Linked DNA regions of Ovis aries: region 2 is linked to region 1. A link is a contact called in public Hi-C data. All regions are on one chromosome and are shown on one strand. The core of a region is the stretch at or near the end of the contact, and the rest is flanking DNA. Distances in the headings are between cores, read along the strand shown. Region 1 holds the start of IFNAR1 (interferon alpha and beta receptor subunit 1). Region 2 overlaps IL10RB (interleukin 10 receptor subunit beta).

Evidence for each region. Hi-C and Micro-C count contacts between places; a contact is called where the count stands out from the background.
Region 2: a Hi-C map of blood shows a contact between it and region 1, with 3 times the contacts expected there. The contact joins the enhancer-like site here to the promoter of IFNAR1 in region 1. A contact is called at or near these places in 3 of 16 Hi-C or Micro-C datasets (all in blood).

The regions. Positions count from the first base shown.
Region 1 is chr1:122,874,409-122,877,842 of ARS-UI_Ramb_v3.0, forward strand. IFNAR1 (interferon alpha and beta receptor subunit 1) reads right to left here and starts at 1,662. Exons shown (of 8, transcript NM_001009748.1): 1 at 1,472-1,662. The coding sequence starts at 1,541. It overlaps LOC114117969 (a long non-coding RNA gene), which reads left to right and starts at 1,034. Exons shown (of 2, transcript XR_003591522.2): 1 at 1,034-1,208; 2 at 1,335-3,148.
Region 2 is chr1:122,956,840-122,960,273 of ARS-UI_Ramb_v3.0, forward strand. All of the region lies in intron 5 of IL10RB (interleukin 10 receptor subunit beta), which reads right to left. Among named protein-coding and RNA genes, the nearest start is that of IL10RB, 19 kb to the right of the region's middle. Within about 2 kb of position 1,567, at least 13 of the 54 cell types and tissues checked have an H3K27ac peak or open chromatin away from gene starts, as enhancers often do.

The sequences.
Region 1 (3,434 bases), core at 412-2,911:
GATAGATAGGCTATCACATACCCCAGAAAATCAGGGTATGATTTTCAAAGCAAATGAGTATTTAAGCCACTAGGCTTACCAGGTGTCACTAGTGGTAAAGAACCTACCTGCCAATGTAGGTAAAGGTACTGAGTTGGGAAGATCCCCTGGAGGAGGGCATGGCAACCCACTCCAGTATTCTTGCCTGGAGAAACCCAGAGACAGAGGAGCCTGGTGGGCTACAGTCCATGGGGTTGCAAAGAGTCGAACAGGACTGAAGTGACTTAGCAAGCATGCAGGTGGCCTCACCAACTCCCGGATTTCTGCTCTGTTTCGAGGCCCTGTTTGTCTTTGGTATGTCTTCTCACTACAAGGTCAATCTTATAATAGCTGATATTTCCCCCAAGTATCCCCCCTAAATTAAGAAAGGTGGCAAATTAGCTTGGTGGCTCCCAGCCTTCCTGTTTGGCCCTGCCTGGTGGTCCGGTGGTTGAGTCGGCCTTGCAATGCAGGGGAAGAGGGTTCCATCCCTGGTTGGGGGATTTTGTTGTTAGGACCTCCCTTGTGGCTCAGACAGGTAAAGCATCTGCCTACAATGCAGAAGACCCGGGTTCGATCCCCTGGGTAGGGACGGTCCTCTGGAGAAGGAAATGGCAATCCACTCCAGTACTCTTGCCTGGAAAATCCCATGGATGGAGGAGCGTGGTAGGCTACAGTCCATGGGGTCACAAAGAGTCGGATACGACTGAGCGACTTCACTTGGTCTTATTATTATTAGACTGATTGAATCCTGAGGGCACAGAAATCCTTGCACACCTTACTGGGCATTTACCCGTGGGATCAAGAACTGTCTACTGAATGGAGAAAACCAGCAGCACAGCTCTAAGCCTTGTTTCTTATGAAGCGGTACAGTGAAGCTGCCTGATTTTTCAGAAGGAAACAAACTGGTCACCAAAGCAGTGCACATCCAGCCCTGCGGGGGTGGGAGGTGGGGGCAGGCAGCAGGCGCAGGCGAGGGCGCCCCCGAGCAAGCGGCTGGGGAAGAATCTCGAACATCACTTTCCGTTGTTTCATTTTTGGAAGGATCGATGCTGAAACTCCAATCCTTTGGCCACCTGACTCCTTGGAAAAGACCCTGAGGCTGGGAAAGATTGAGGGCTGGAGGAGAAGGGGACGACAGAGGATGAGATGGTTGGCCCGCATCACCGACTCGATGGATAAGAGCTTGAGTAAGTTCCGGGAGTTGGTGATGGACAGGGAGGTCTGGCCTGCTGCGGTCCATGGGGTCGCAGAGAGTCGGACACGAATAAGCGACTGAAACTTAAATTTGATCTTTTTGGGTCCGTTTCAATGAGGCGCTGCGACCGCGGACAACCAGAGGTCTCCCACCGAGGGCGTCTGTCCCTCCACCCCAGTCCCCGGGGCCGACGTTTCCCGCGCCGCCACCGCAGTCCAGCTGACGAGGCAGCGCCGGGACCCCTCTCTCTCTCACCTGAGGCGGCGGGCAGCACCCACCTCCCAGCGACCAGCATCAGGGTCGTCGCGCCAAGGAGGGAGAGCATCGTCCGCGGGCCGCCGGCAGCCCTCCAGTCACATCCTTCGGCCACCCACTACCGCTGCAGGCACCGCGCGGCGGCGCGACGGAGGCTGAAGCACCCAGGCCGCCCCGCCAAGGCCACCGCCCCACGTCCGCCGCGTCCCCTCGAGCCGCTCTGGCCCCGCCCCCTCCGCGTCGGCCCTTCCCTCAACCCTCTGACCAGCGCACGCGCCGTGCCTTCACCTCGCGTGTCCCCGTCCGCGCACGCGCGCGGGACAGCGCGGTCGGGGGGGTGGTGTCGAGGGGGAGTGGTGTGGTGTCGGGAGGCGGGGCGGCCTCGCCTCCGCCGCCCGCCCCCTGGTTCCCGGCAGTGACCGCTCACTAAGCCGTGCAACATCGGGTTCCAGGAAGACCGCGCCCCCCTGGAGGCCTAGACCCCTGGCGGGAACGCGGAGGTCGCCAGTGCGCCTGCGCAAACCTCGGGGCCGCTCTCCGCCCTTCCTATTAGTGGCAGCGGGAGGGCACACCGGGCGCTCTCGGCCCTGGGGGCGGGGCTGGGGGCTGGGAGGCCACGTCGCGGACTGGGGACCGTGGGGGGACGGTGTCGGGGAGGCTGAGGGGGAAAGGAATGAAGACGCTCCGAGCGAGCGGGTCAAGCCATTTCCTTTGTGCAGAGCTTCCCTGGTGGCGCAGACAGGAAAGCGTCTGCCTGCAATGCGGGAGACCGGGGTTCGATCCCCAGGTCGGGAAGATCCTCTGGAGAAGGGAACGGCTACCCACTCCCGTGCTCTTGCTTTGGAAAATTCCGTGGATGGAGGAGCCTGGTAGGATCGTACAGTCCATGGGGCCGCAAAGAGTCGGACACGACTGAGCGACTTCACTTTCTCTTTCTGTGAGCCAAGGCTTGTTGATGTTTAGTTGCTAAATCTTCAGCGACCCCATGGTCTGTAGCCCACCAGGCTCCTTCCTCTGTCCATGGGATTTCCCAAGCAAGAACTACTGGAGTCGTTTGCCGTCTGGGTAGGTGTGTCCAGAATTAACCCTAGGCACGTAGAGAGCTGACTTATTTGCAAAGACCCTGATGCTGGGAAGGATTGAAGGCTGGAGGAGAAGGGGATAACAGAGGATGAGATGGCTGGATGGCATCACTGACTCGATGGACATGAGTCTGAGCGAGCTTCGGGAGTTGGTGATGGACAGGGAGGCCTGGCGTGCTGCAGTCCATGGGGTTGCAAAGAATCGGACACGACTGAGCGACTGAACTGATAGAGGTTTCTTAGATGCACATAACATTTGGCAACAAGAATCACATTCAAATGGAAATATTTCCAAATACATTTTAAATGCAAGAATTATATTTAGTGACTACCTATAGAGTTTCTTTTGATTTTCATTTTTATACAATAAAAACAATTTTAGGGGATTTAATGCTTTGTTTTTCAGTATTGCTGCATGACATGCTAATGTTTTCCACTTGTTAAAGAAAGGTCAATCATATTTTGTAAAACCACAATTCACCTTTAAGTTGACAGTATTTGCATGGCACAGAAGACTTTCATGGTCTTTCCCATCTTAATACAATAACTGTAAAGTTTGAATTGTATTTTAATAAAATTGAATTAAAAAACATGACCACAGGCATGACACCCTGTATCACTTTGTGCACTTCATTTTCAACTTACTTGTTGTAAAAGTTTGTCTCTGGGTGAAGTAGGAACTAATTTCCTGTGTGGTGCTAGCTCTGTAACCTTAACCTAGAACCTCTCTTACCCCTTTTATTCAAGTCAAAACAATCCATCTGAGGTTAGATAACTGAGCAGGACCCTATGAGGCCTTCCCAGAATAGAGCCCCCACCTCTGTGTTCTCCACTTGCCCTTTGTCTGTAGAAAAACTTTGGTCAAAGAATAAAATTGACCA
Region 2 (3,434 bases), core at 317-2,816, 82 kb after region 1:
TCAGCCAGCACCACCCTCCTGATGCAGACTGAAAGTATCTGGTGCTGGGAGAGGCCAGGAGAATGAACCTTGCTCTGGAACAGCAGGGCCTTCTATGGGGATTGTGGCAAAGTGTCAACTCTTACTTCCCCAGGGCAGATCAAAGAACCCTGATGGGCACACAGTCTTGGAGCCACCTGGACGGCAGGCCCCCTGCTGGCCTCTCCCAGCACTTGGCACACTGTGTGGCCATAGATACTCCCTAAACATCTAGTGAATGGTGAGGGCACCCATCATGGGGAAGAGGCTGGACGGGCCTGCTGCCCTCTCTTGCACTGTGATTAACACTGGCAGTGACCTTGCAGCCTGTCCAGCTTGTGCCCTGGCCGAGTTCAGGGAACTCACTCCTTATCCCTGCACCCTATGAATTCTCGTTTCAGTTACTAGAATCGAGTGGTGGTGCCTTTAGCAGGTTCAGCTCAGATGGGTTTTCTGGGTGGATACAGGGTCATGGGGCAAGGGAACTGGTAGGGGTGGCCCCCAGGCTTTACGAGAGCTGATGATGGTAGGTCAGCTTGTGATCTGACGTCCCAGCTCTGGAGGAAGTTCCAGGACCGTCTACTCATCTCTCTATCTTTCCACTTAATATTTCTGTAGCTCTTTAATTTGCCATGCATCAGAATTACCCATGAAATATTAATTAAACATTGACTCCTGGGCCCCACCCTGGCACGGTTGGTGACACTGTGATGACTCCCCTGGGGGCAGCTCCTGGGCCTCCTTGGGCCTCCAACCCAGACATTTCAGCATCTTACACAGGACGTTATTCCATGGGCATACCCGGTTGATGGTGATAAAATTCAAAAGATGCTACTGTGACTTACTGAGAAGGGGGAATGGGGAAGGAGAGGGGATACTGCTTTACACAGGCTGTGACCTGTAGAAGAATCTGGTACTGAACTGAACTGAACTAGTAATCAACACTATCTGTGTGAAGCCCTTAACTTGCTTCAGTCTAGCTAGCCATGCCTCATGTGAACTCCCTTTTCCTGTCTCACCCTCGGGCAAGTCTTCCCTTTGCTTCAGTATGGGATGAATCTGTAGGCATGGGCGGAGATGTTACTTCCTGTTATTTGTTGAGCTGACTTCATCTCTCTGAACCTTCACCTTCCTTCTGGGAAAACGGAAAAGAACCTTTCCACACTTTCACTGAAAACTTGTGAGGTTTTAAACAGGAGAACTACATTTAAACAAACAAACAAACAAAGCCCTAAACTGATGTTTGACAGAAGCAGGTTTTCAGTGGGCTATTCTATTCTTTTATAAAATGTCTGGATTTTGTTAATGAGCAATCATTTAGAGTTAGAAGATATTTGAAATACTTTCCTTTCTGGTCCAAGTGTGTGCCTCATGCCATGGTTCGTGACATAAGCCTGAAGTAATATTTAAAGGTGTGATTTTATTTAAAAAAATTTATTTATTTGGCTGTCAGGTCTTACTTTCAGGGCTCTAGAGCACATGGGCTCAGCAGTTGTAGCGCAAGGGCTAAGCTGTCCTATAGCACATGGGATCCTCGTTCCCCGACCAGGGATCAAACCAGCATTGCCTGAAATGGAAGGTGGATTTTTAACCACTGGAGCATCAGGGGAAGTCCCTAAAAGTATGATTTGAATAATGTCCTTATTAATAACAGTAATGACACCTAACCTGTACTGCAGGCTGACTCTGTGCCTGGCACTGTCCTGGGTGACACCTTTGATTACTCTCATCCTGTAGATGAGGTGATGGAGGCAGTGGGCAGTTCAGGATCTGCCCCAAGTCACTCATTGTGCTGGAATTCACAGCAGGGAATGATGGGACACGGAACAACCAGGCACGTACTCAGGCCTGGAGAAAGCAGTTGGCAGGTGTTTAGAGGAAAGAGCGAAGATCCCAAAGTCAGCATGCTAGTGATTTAAACAGGATGGGTGCTGCCAGGGCACAGAATTCTCATTCAAGCACAAATGATTCACGAGCGGAATAAAAAGGTAGGCTTTTGGGAGTTCTCTGGTGGTGCAGTGGGTAGGACTCTGCGCTTTCACTGCCAAGAGCCTGGGTTCAATCCCTGGTTGGGGAATGAAGATCCCACAAGCCTTGAGGGGCAGCCAAAAAAAAAGTTCTTTTTGGTTTTTATTAAGGCAGGCTTTTGTTATTTAGAGGCACTTGCTGAGAGGCTCAGCCACAAGGTGGAACACAGGCAGGTGGGCTTAGCCTTGGACAGCAGTGCCTCGGCACTAGCTGGGGGCTACAGAAAAAAGAGAGAGGCAGAGAATCCCCTGCAGAGAGACAGCAAGACTCCATCTTCTATGTGGCTCTGTAATCCTGAGAAACCGTGCTTAATATTATTGCAGAATACTTTTGGATGACACTGGAAAGATCACGTGACCGGGTGAGATGAGAGATTTCTGGATTTGGGCAAGTAACTTTGTTCATCTACAAAACAAGGGAAAGAAACCTCAACAAGATTCAGGAAACTCCAGGCTGGTAAGCCTGATTCAGTGTCCAGAAAAAGATACAAAAATTCTAAAATGGATCGTTAAGTAGCCACGTGTTGTTTGTTGTTTAGTCACTAAGTCATGTCCGACTCTTTTGTGACCCTCTGGACTATGGCCCACCAGGCTCCTCTGTTCATGGGATGTCTCAGGCAAGAATAACTGGAGCAGGTTGCCATTTCCTTCTCCCAGGATCTTCCCAACCCAGGGATCGAACATATGTCTCTTGCACTGGCAGGCTGATTCTTTATCACTGAACCACTAGGGAAGGCTGAAATTACGGCAAAGTTGTGTTTGACTCTTTGAGATTCTATGGACTTTAGCATGCTAGGTTTCCCTGTCTTTCACTATCTCCCAGAATTTGCTCAAATTCATGTTCACTGACTTGGGGATGTTATCTAATCATTGCATCCTCTGCAGCGCCTTCTTCTCCTGCCCTTAATCTTTCCCACCATCAGGGTCTTTTCCAGTGAGTCAGCTCTTGGCATCAGGTGGCCAAAGCACTGGAGTTTTGGCTTCAGCATCAGTCCTTCTAATGAATATTCAGGGTTAATTTCCTTTCGGATGGACTGGTTGGATCTCCTTGCAGTCCAAGGCACTCTCAAGAGTCTTTACAGGCACCATAATTTAGAAGCATCAATTCTTTGGCATTCAGCCTTCTTTATGGTCCAGTTCTCACATCCATACATGACTACTGGAAAAACCATAGCTTTGACTACCCAGACCTTTGTCGGCAAGCTAATGTTTCTGCTTTTTAATATGCTGTCTAGGTTTGTCATAGCTTTTCTTCCAAGGAGCTGTGCTGTGTTGTGCTTAGTTGCTCAGTCATGTTCGACTCTTTGCGACCCCATGGACTGTAGGAGCTGGCTAGGCTCCTCTGTCCATTGGGATTCTCCAGGCAAAAATACTGGAGTGGGTTGCCAT